2 separate regions of the Ovis aries genome follow, and region 1 is linked to region 2. A link is a contact called in public Hi-C data. All regions are on one chromosome and are shown on one strand. The core of a region is the stretch at or near the end of the contact, and the rest is flanking DNA. Distances in the headings are between cores, read along the strand shown. Region 1 has its middle 47 kb from the start of TRIM67. Region 2 holds the start of FAM89A (family with sequence similarity 89 member A).

The links. A called contact is a pair of places that touch in the nucleus more often than the background predicts.
Region 1: a Hi-C map of liver shows a contact between it and region 2, with 3 times the contacts expected there. The contact joins the enhancer-like site here to the promoter of FAM89A in region 2. A contact is called at or near these places in 2 of 16 Hi-C or Micro-C datasets (both in liver).

Annotation. Positions count from the first base shown.
Region 1 is chr25:3,265,649-3,269,506 of ARS-UI_Ramb_v3.0, reverse strand. No RefSeq gene overlaps it. Among named protein-coding and RNA genes, the nearest start is that of TRIM67, 47 kb to the left of the region's middle. Within about 2 kb of position 1,631, at least 1 of the 54 cell types and tissues checked has an H3K27ac peak or open chromatin away from gene starts, as enhancers often do. A contact at or near this core is called in liver, where this site is marked.
Region 2 is chr25:3,179,449-3,182,984 of ARS-UI_Ramb_v3.0, reverse strand. It overlaps FAM89A (family with sequence similarity 89 member A), which reads left to right and starts at 1,732. Exons shown (of 2, transcript XM_004021350.3): 1 at 1,732-2,028. The coding sequence starts at 1,756.

The DNA.
Region 1 (3,858 bases), core at 382-2,881, 87 kb before region 2:
AGCTATTGTGAAAAATGGGAGAAAACACTCCAAAAATTGCTAGGTATCTCCACCAGCAATGCTTTGGTCACATCCTAAAAAAAGAAGAAAACGAAGAAAAAGAATTCAGGACATGAAGAAGAGCTAAAAGACAAGGATATTTGAAATGTCAGTGTCCCAAGGTATTTAGAAGCCAGTGTTCTCGCCTGGAGACTCCCAGGGATGGCAGAGCCTGGTGGGCTGCCGTCTATGGCGTCGCACAGAGTCAGACACGACTGGAGCGACTTAGCAGCAGCAGCAGCAAACATGCAGAAGGCAATGGCACCCCACTCCAGCACTCTTGCCTGGAAACTCCCATGGATGGAGGAGCCTAGTGGGCTGCAGTCCATGGGGTCGCTGAGAGTTGGACACCACTCAGTGACTTCACTTTCAGTTTTCACTTTCATGCATTGGAGAAGGAAATGGCAACCCACTCCAGTGTTCTTGCCTACAGAATCCCAGGGAGGGGGGAGCCTGGTGGGCTGCCGTCTATGGAGTCACACAGAGTCGGACACGACTGAAGTGACTTAGCAGCAGCAGGTGCAGAAAGGAACAGATGAGTCGCAAGGGGAATGAAAATTCCTTATGGGTCAGAAATATAAAGTCATAGGACAACTCACTGATGGTTTTAATGCTTCTAGAATATTTATAGCAAAGAAACAAAATTGGTAATTGGGCCAAAGGCTGCATGTGGAGCCTCTGTCTAAGGTTGGGAAGCAAGCTGTGTTTAAGACAGGAGACCAAACTAGGGGGCAAAAGGCCATCCATGCTACCATTAATAAAAAGCTCAGGCTGTTCTGGGAGTGTTACATCTTTTATCTTCATCTAAACATTGAAAATACACCTGGAAAGTGGACATCATCATTCACATATTACAGATATACAAATTGAGGTTTAGCAATGGCTAAATCTCTTTTGTGTATAAAGTTACAGAGCTCATGTTAGGTAGCCCGCATTTTCCCTTCTTGACCTTGCTATGGAATAAGAGGTGGTCTGGCATAGTGAATATGTCATGGATTCTGGAATCAAAAAGGCTGAGGTTTAAACCCCAACTCTAAACACCTACTAAATGAGTAGCTACGGAGAAATTGTCTCACCTCTTCAGAGTTTAATTTCCTCCTCTGTAAAAGTTGGGGAAGTTTCAACACTAATAATCAGAGTTCAACAACACATTGAAAGGATTATACCCTAAAACGAATTGGAATTTCTTCCTGGAATGCAGGAACTGTTCAACATACAGAAGTCAATCAATATACCACATTAATAGAATGAAGGGGGGAAAAGCACATGATCATCTCACTGGATGAGGAAAAAGTGTTTGATAAAATTCAAATACCCTTTTGTGTATTGAAAACATTCAGCAAACTAGGAATATAAAGAAACTATGTCAACATAACAATGGTCAAATGTGAAAAGCCCATGGCTAACTTAGTACTCAATAGTGAAAGACTGAAAGATTTTCCTTTAAGATCCAGACAATAATGCCCATGTCTCAGTCTCAAGGGAGAATTCCATGTTGAGGAACGCTAGCATGTGCCGATGACAGCTGAGGCTACCCAGACTCTGCTCACAGCACGTGGGTGTTGGGTGGCACCCACTGGACTGGAGATGCTGCCTCTCATATGAGAGCCATGCTGGCAGTAGCCAAGCCTGGTGCTTCTCAGCCAAGGTTGTGCTGGCAGGCCAGAAATACTCAGGTGAAGCAGAGGTGAGGTAATTAGGAGAGGCAGAATTGCCTAGATCAAAGTTCAGGGATCTAGTTGTTTATCTTTCTGCTGGAGGAGGGCTTTGGTGTTGTGATGCCTGAGCCTGAAGTCTTGGCCAGCGTTAGAGGTAATCTCCCTACAAGAAGAATAGAGGTCATCAAGAGAGGCCAAGAGAAATCTTTTCTCATGAGATTTTCTTGGGTATGTTTTCCAGGAGCACTGGACAGAGAATGTTCTTTTTGGTCACGTTGCTTTTATTAGTAGATGGAGCAGCCATGACAAAGTGCTGTAGACTGAGGGGTTTCACCAACAGACATTTGTCTCTCACAGTTCTAGAGCCAGGAAGTCCAAGATCAACGTGGGTTCATTTTGAGGCTTCTTCTCTTGGTGTGGAGGCGGTTGCCATTTCACCATGAGCTCACATGACCTATTCTTTGTGCACGTGCTGAGAAAGTGAGGGAGCAAGACAATGGTGTTCTTACCAGGGCATTAATCCCTTTGGACTAGGGCCCCGCCCTTATGGCCTCATTTAACCGTAGTTTCTTACTAGGAGGTCCCATCTCCAAATATAGCCACACTGCACGTTAGGGCATGAACATATGAATTTTGGGGGACTCAAGCATTCAGTCCATAAAAGTTGGCAACCCCAGGAACGCCTTAAAAAAAACCAACATAGCTCCCTGGGGGGAATATGTTCTCCTGTGTGCCACTCACTGATAACAGGAGGGTCATGTAGATTTGCAGGAACCCTCCTGGCAAATGACATGTGTGAGGCTGTGGCTTGGGGATGTTTTTTACACTCACCAAAAGGTAATTGATTGATGCTGAGAGAAGCAGCAGAAAAAGCTTGGAATTCAGAGTCAGATTTTAATCACTTTTAATATGATCAGTTGTATTTTAATCACTTGTAAGTATATAATTTAGAGGTGTTAAGTACATCCATCCATATTGTTCTGAAACCATCACCACTCTCTATTCCCAGAACTTTCTCATCATCCCAAATTGAAACTGTATCCATTAAACACTAATCCCCCATTCCCTCTTCCTCCCAAATTCTGGCAGCAACAATTCTACATTTTCTCTCTTTACATATGACTACTGTAGATATTTCACGTATTTGTATTTTGTCTTTTTATGACTGGCTTATATCACATAGTGTAATGTCCTCAGGGTAGCATGTGTCAGAATTCCTTTCCATTTTATGGCTGAATAATACTCCATTGTAAGGATGTATCAGCACCACATTTTGTTTATCTATTCACCTGTCAATGGGCATGAGAGTAGTTCTTACCTTTTGACTATTGTGAATAATGCTGTCATGAAGAAAGATATACAAATATCTGTTTGAGTTCTTGCTTACAACTTTTTGGGGTATATATCTAGGAATGGAATTATTAGCTCATAAGGTAGTTCTATGCTTAATATTTTGAAGATTCTTCATACCGTTTTCCAAAGAAACTACAATATTTTACATTCCTACCAACATGCAAGGGTTCAAGTTTCTCCACATCATCTCCAACACTACTTTTTTCCAGGTTGGTTTTTTTTTTTAAATTTTTGATCAAAGCCATCATAAAGGGTGTGAGATGATACCTCATTGTGGTTTTGATTTGTATTTCCCTGATGTCTAATAATGTTGAGCATCTTTTCATGTGTTTACTGAAACACATGTATTTCTTCTTTGGAAAAATGCCTTTTCAAGTCCTTGCGCATTTTAAAATTGGGTTGCTTGTTACTGTTGTTGATTTCAGGTATTTTGAAATTCAACAAATGCTTACCATGCAAGAACCTACTTAAGCCAGTGGGGAATACGAGGATGAATGAGGTAGTGGCTCCTGTGCAACCTACCACTGTGGTCCACTTTGTGTGGGGAAATGCAGGTGAATAGCTCATTCAAGACAGAGAGTGCTGAATAATATGGTACTCCCAAGGCAAGGGGGAGCAGGCAGGTTCCAATGAAAAAAAGACGGCATTAGACCTGGTGGTGAAAATAACTGGGATTTCAGCAGACAGAGAAGGAGCAGGGGAACAGAGCCCAGATTTCAAGAGATTCACAATGGTTTTAGGATGAGTTCTTAAAAATCACTGCTTGGTTGTGCAGGGTGAGATAACAGCAGTGAGTTGTTTGTCTAAC
Region 2 (3,536 bases), core at 483-2,982:
TGTAGGATAGACAGCAATTTGACACACCAAATTAAAACAATCCATGCCAGGGTGTGAAGGAAAGATCAAATGTCCCATCCCTTCCTCTCCCCTCTCCCTTACTCTCACACAAGCAAATCTGTAACTCTCCCAGACACCCACTGTTTGAATAAGCAAATGAATGAATATCTGAAATCAGGAAATGTAACTAGGCAATTAGTGAAAGGTGAGGCACAGTGATGAGAATGAGAATTCTGGGCACTGGGTGGGGCAAGAAACCTTCATGACACCCTTGGATCACACTGCTTGCTCTGGGGCTTCTCCATGCTCCTCTCACCAGGTTGCCAGGGTGTATCAAGGACGTCTGCCAGTGTTGCAGATTGATTCTGGAGAGGAGTCTATAGGGAATGGTAGATAAAAGGGGAAAACCCCCCCAAATTGCAGGGCTCTTTAATGTCTGAGAGTGTTCAGAACACTTTATAATTGTGATCCCGTTGAATGCATTTAGAACAATTAAGTCCCTTTTATAACGAAAGCCAACAGTAGGCATTATAATGTATCCATTCTCTATATACGGCATTAGTTTTTAATCTGCAGTGAGGCTGTCTCTGCAAATCGATCTTAACCTCTTATCTTTACTGTCTCTAATCTGGTTGTAACATCTGTCGTTTTTATTCGTCCTCCAAAAGACAGAGCCTTCTTTCTTTCTCTCCCTCTCTGAGATGTGAATCGTATTTATTTTTGCCTCAGAGTTGAAGAATAGTTTCTGAAATATAATCCTTTTCTTCACTCTCCTAACATTTCCATTGAGAACTACTCTTGTGTTCACAACCAGGTTGAAGGACATGTTTGGTCGCATTTTGAGGTTTCCAAAGATGACTCTTGGCTCCTCTTGGCCAAGCTCTTCTTGACTCGGCGCTCCTTTTGGCTACTGTCGGTACGGACAAAGGTATGGACGTCGTTTACAGAAAAGGCCTGTGGGCCATCGAGTGAACTAGTGACTAGCCCGAGCCTGGGGGCCCCAGCTCTCCCGGCAGGAAGTCACACTTAGCAGGAGGCGGTCTAGATTCAGCCCTCGGGGACGGGCGGGGGCGGGGGTGGGGTGCGGTGGGTTCCTCTGGCCAGAGCCCCGCCTCCTTCCCCCGGTCTCCGCGGACCCCGCCGGCTGCGACCACGCCGCCTCTAAGGACCCTGACCGCGGGCGCGATCCCAGCACTACCAAACCTCCCTGACGTCCTGCCTGCCCCGACGGGGAGCCTTTATACCCCGATTCGCCGCACCAACTGGCCTCGTCGGATGGCATCTGAGGTGACCCTCGCCTATCAGTAATTACAAGCAGCTTTGGAGTCTAGTGGCGGAGCCCACCTTGCCTGGAGTCGGGCAGCCAGGGCAGGGCTCGACTCCACGAGGAGGGCCGGCAGGCGAGAGTCCCAGGAGGTGCTAAAGGTGAGCCAGGGACCGGCCCGAGGATGGGCGCAGGGGTGGAGGCTAAGTGGGCGGGGCCGCAGGAAAGCGGGGGAGGCGGGGCGTCAAGAGGGCGCGGGCGCGGGGCGGGGACTCAGGGAGGGGGCACGGGCAGGGGGCGGGGCAGGGACGCAGGGAGGGGGCACGGGCAGGGGGCGGGGCGCGGGGGCGGAGGCGCGGAGAGGGGCGGGGCAGCGAGGTGGGGAGGGGAAGTGGGCGGAGCACCCCCGGAAAGGGGGCGGGCTGGGGAGCAAGGGCCCCAGGCAGCGGCGGCGGCTGCGGACCCGGGAGCGCGCGGTCAGGCCGGACGGGATGAGCGGAGCCGGGGCTGCTGGCTCCGTGCGCGGGCTGCGGGTGGACGGGCTGCCTCCGCTGCCCAAGAGCCTGAGCGGGCTGCTGCACTCGGCGTCGGGCGGCGGCGCGTCGGGGGGTTGGAGGCACCTGGAGAGGTTGTACGCGCAGAAGTCGCGCATCCAGGACGAGCTGAGCCGCGGGAGCGCGGGAGGCGGCGGGGCTAGGGCGGCGGCGCTGCCCGCCAAGCCCCCCAACCTGGACGCCGCGCTGGCCCTGTTGCGCAAGGAGATGGTAAGGGAGGTCCGCGGGCCGGAGCGGGGGTCCTTCCCAGCTGGGCTCGCCCTTCTGGGAAAGTTCGCCGGAAGTCCCCGCGCCACCCGCCCGTCTCAGGCTCTTTGGCCCCAGGCGCCGACGAGTACAGGGACACTGGCCTCTCAGCTACCCCGTTTTGCTTGTCCTCTCTGTGCCCACTACTGGACCCTCGCCCAGGGAGGTACCCCTTCCAGAAGGCAGCTTTCTGGAGACCCGGCGCTGCTCGTCCGGCCCCAGCAGGCTCAGAGACCCAGGAGGCGCGGCGTGGGGCTGGCGCTTGGCCTCGGGCCGGGGGCGGCTGGTCACCCCTCCCCAGGGGGCAGCAGATCTCCCGGGGTCGGGGGGGGGCGGCCTTCACTGCCCCCGCGGGGTTAAGAGCTGTGTGCAATTGTGTTTTCCTGCCCTGAAGAGGACAGCTTTTTGTCCGAGCGAGTGTAGACTGCGGATTGGAACAGCTCTCGCCCCCTCCCCCTCGTCCAGGGCGCGTGCAGAATCGGATTACAGCGGAGCGGCTCCTGCCGGCAGATGCCGGGAAAGTGGCCGCTCACCCTGATAGTCTCCGCGTGGTGGCCGGTTCCCCAGTCCCGCTAGAGAGGACTGGGGCGGTGGCGTCTTCGCCGTGTGGGTGAAGTCCATGTGGGTTCTTCAGGTTGTGCCTGGGCTGCAAACAATGGGGTTTGGTTTTTCTCGGTGGTTGGGAAGTATGTTAGTTGTTCGTGGACTAGGACTAATGAGTTAAGGAGAAGCCAAAAGCAGCTCAGGGGTCTCCAGCTTTCTCCAAGCTTAGGCCAGCTCAGAAGACAACAGAAAAACTTCCGTCTAACGCTCCTGCAGGCCTCTGATCACCTTTCTTGGCCACTCTCTCTGTTTAGAATTTGCCCTTTCCTTTTACCTAATGCAGAGTCCCCCCTCTCCTGGCACAGGTAAATACTTTATTAAGGAAATCTAATATATGAAAAATTTTTTTGTCCCCCAAAATAAATTGGCACCTAAATTTATTATAGGAATCCTTTAAATATGCTTTTAGTGTATTAAGATATTATTTAGAAAAACTCAATTTATGCATTTCTTTCGGGAAAATATCTGTCCTGAAAAGTAAGAATTAAATCTAGAAACAGCGTTAACACCTTTTAAGCAATTCAGTATTGTCTTCCCACTCTGTGGCTGCCGTTGAAGTGATTTCCAGTTCTCCCTGAGAAGATTTTCTAAGCTTCTTACAGAATGACTTAAATTTCAAGCCAACTGTTTTTATTAATTAATCAGCATTAATCAACACCAGCATTGCACAGCTGGAAAGCTGTGTTTTCATTAGATAAGCTTGCACCCAGTATGTCTAGTCTGAACTTGGATGCAGCAAAAATAAAGAGGGTGAAATAGGAAGACTCATCCTGGTTAATTTACGGGACCAGAGACAGGAAAACCTCAGGCCACTCCCCTTGTGAAGCTCTCTCTGGTTTATAAACATGCTCTGGAGTCTTGCACACTCC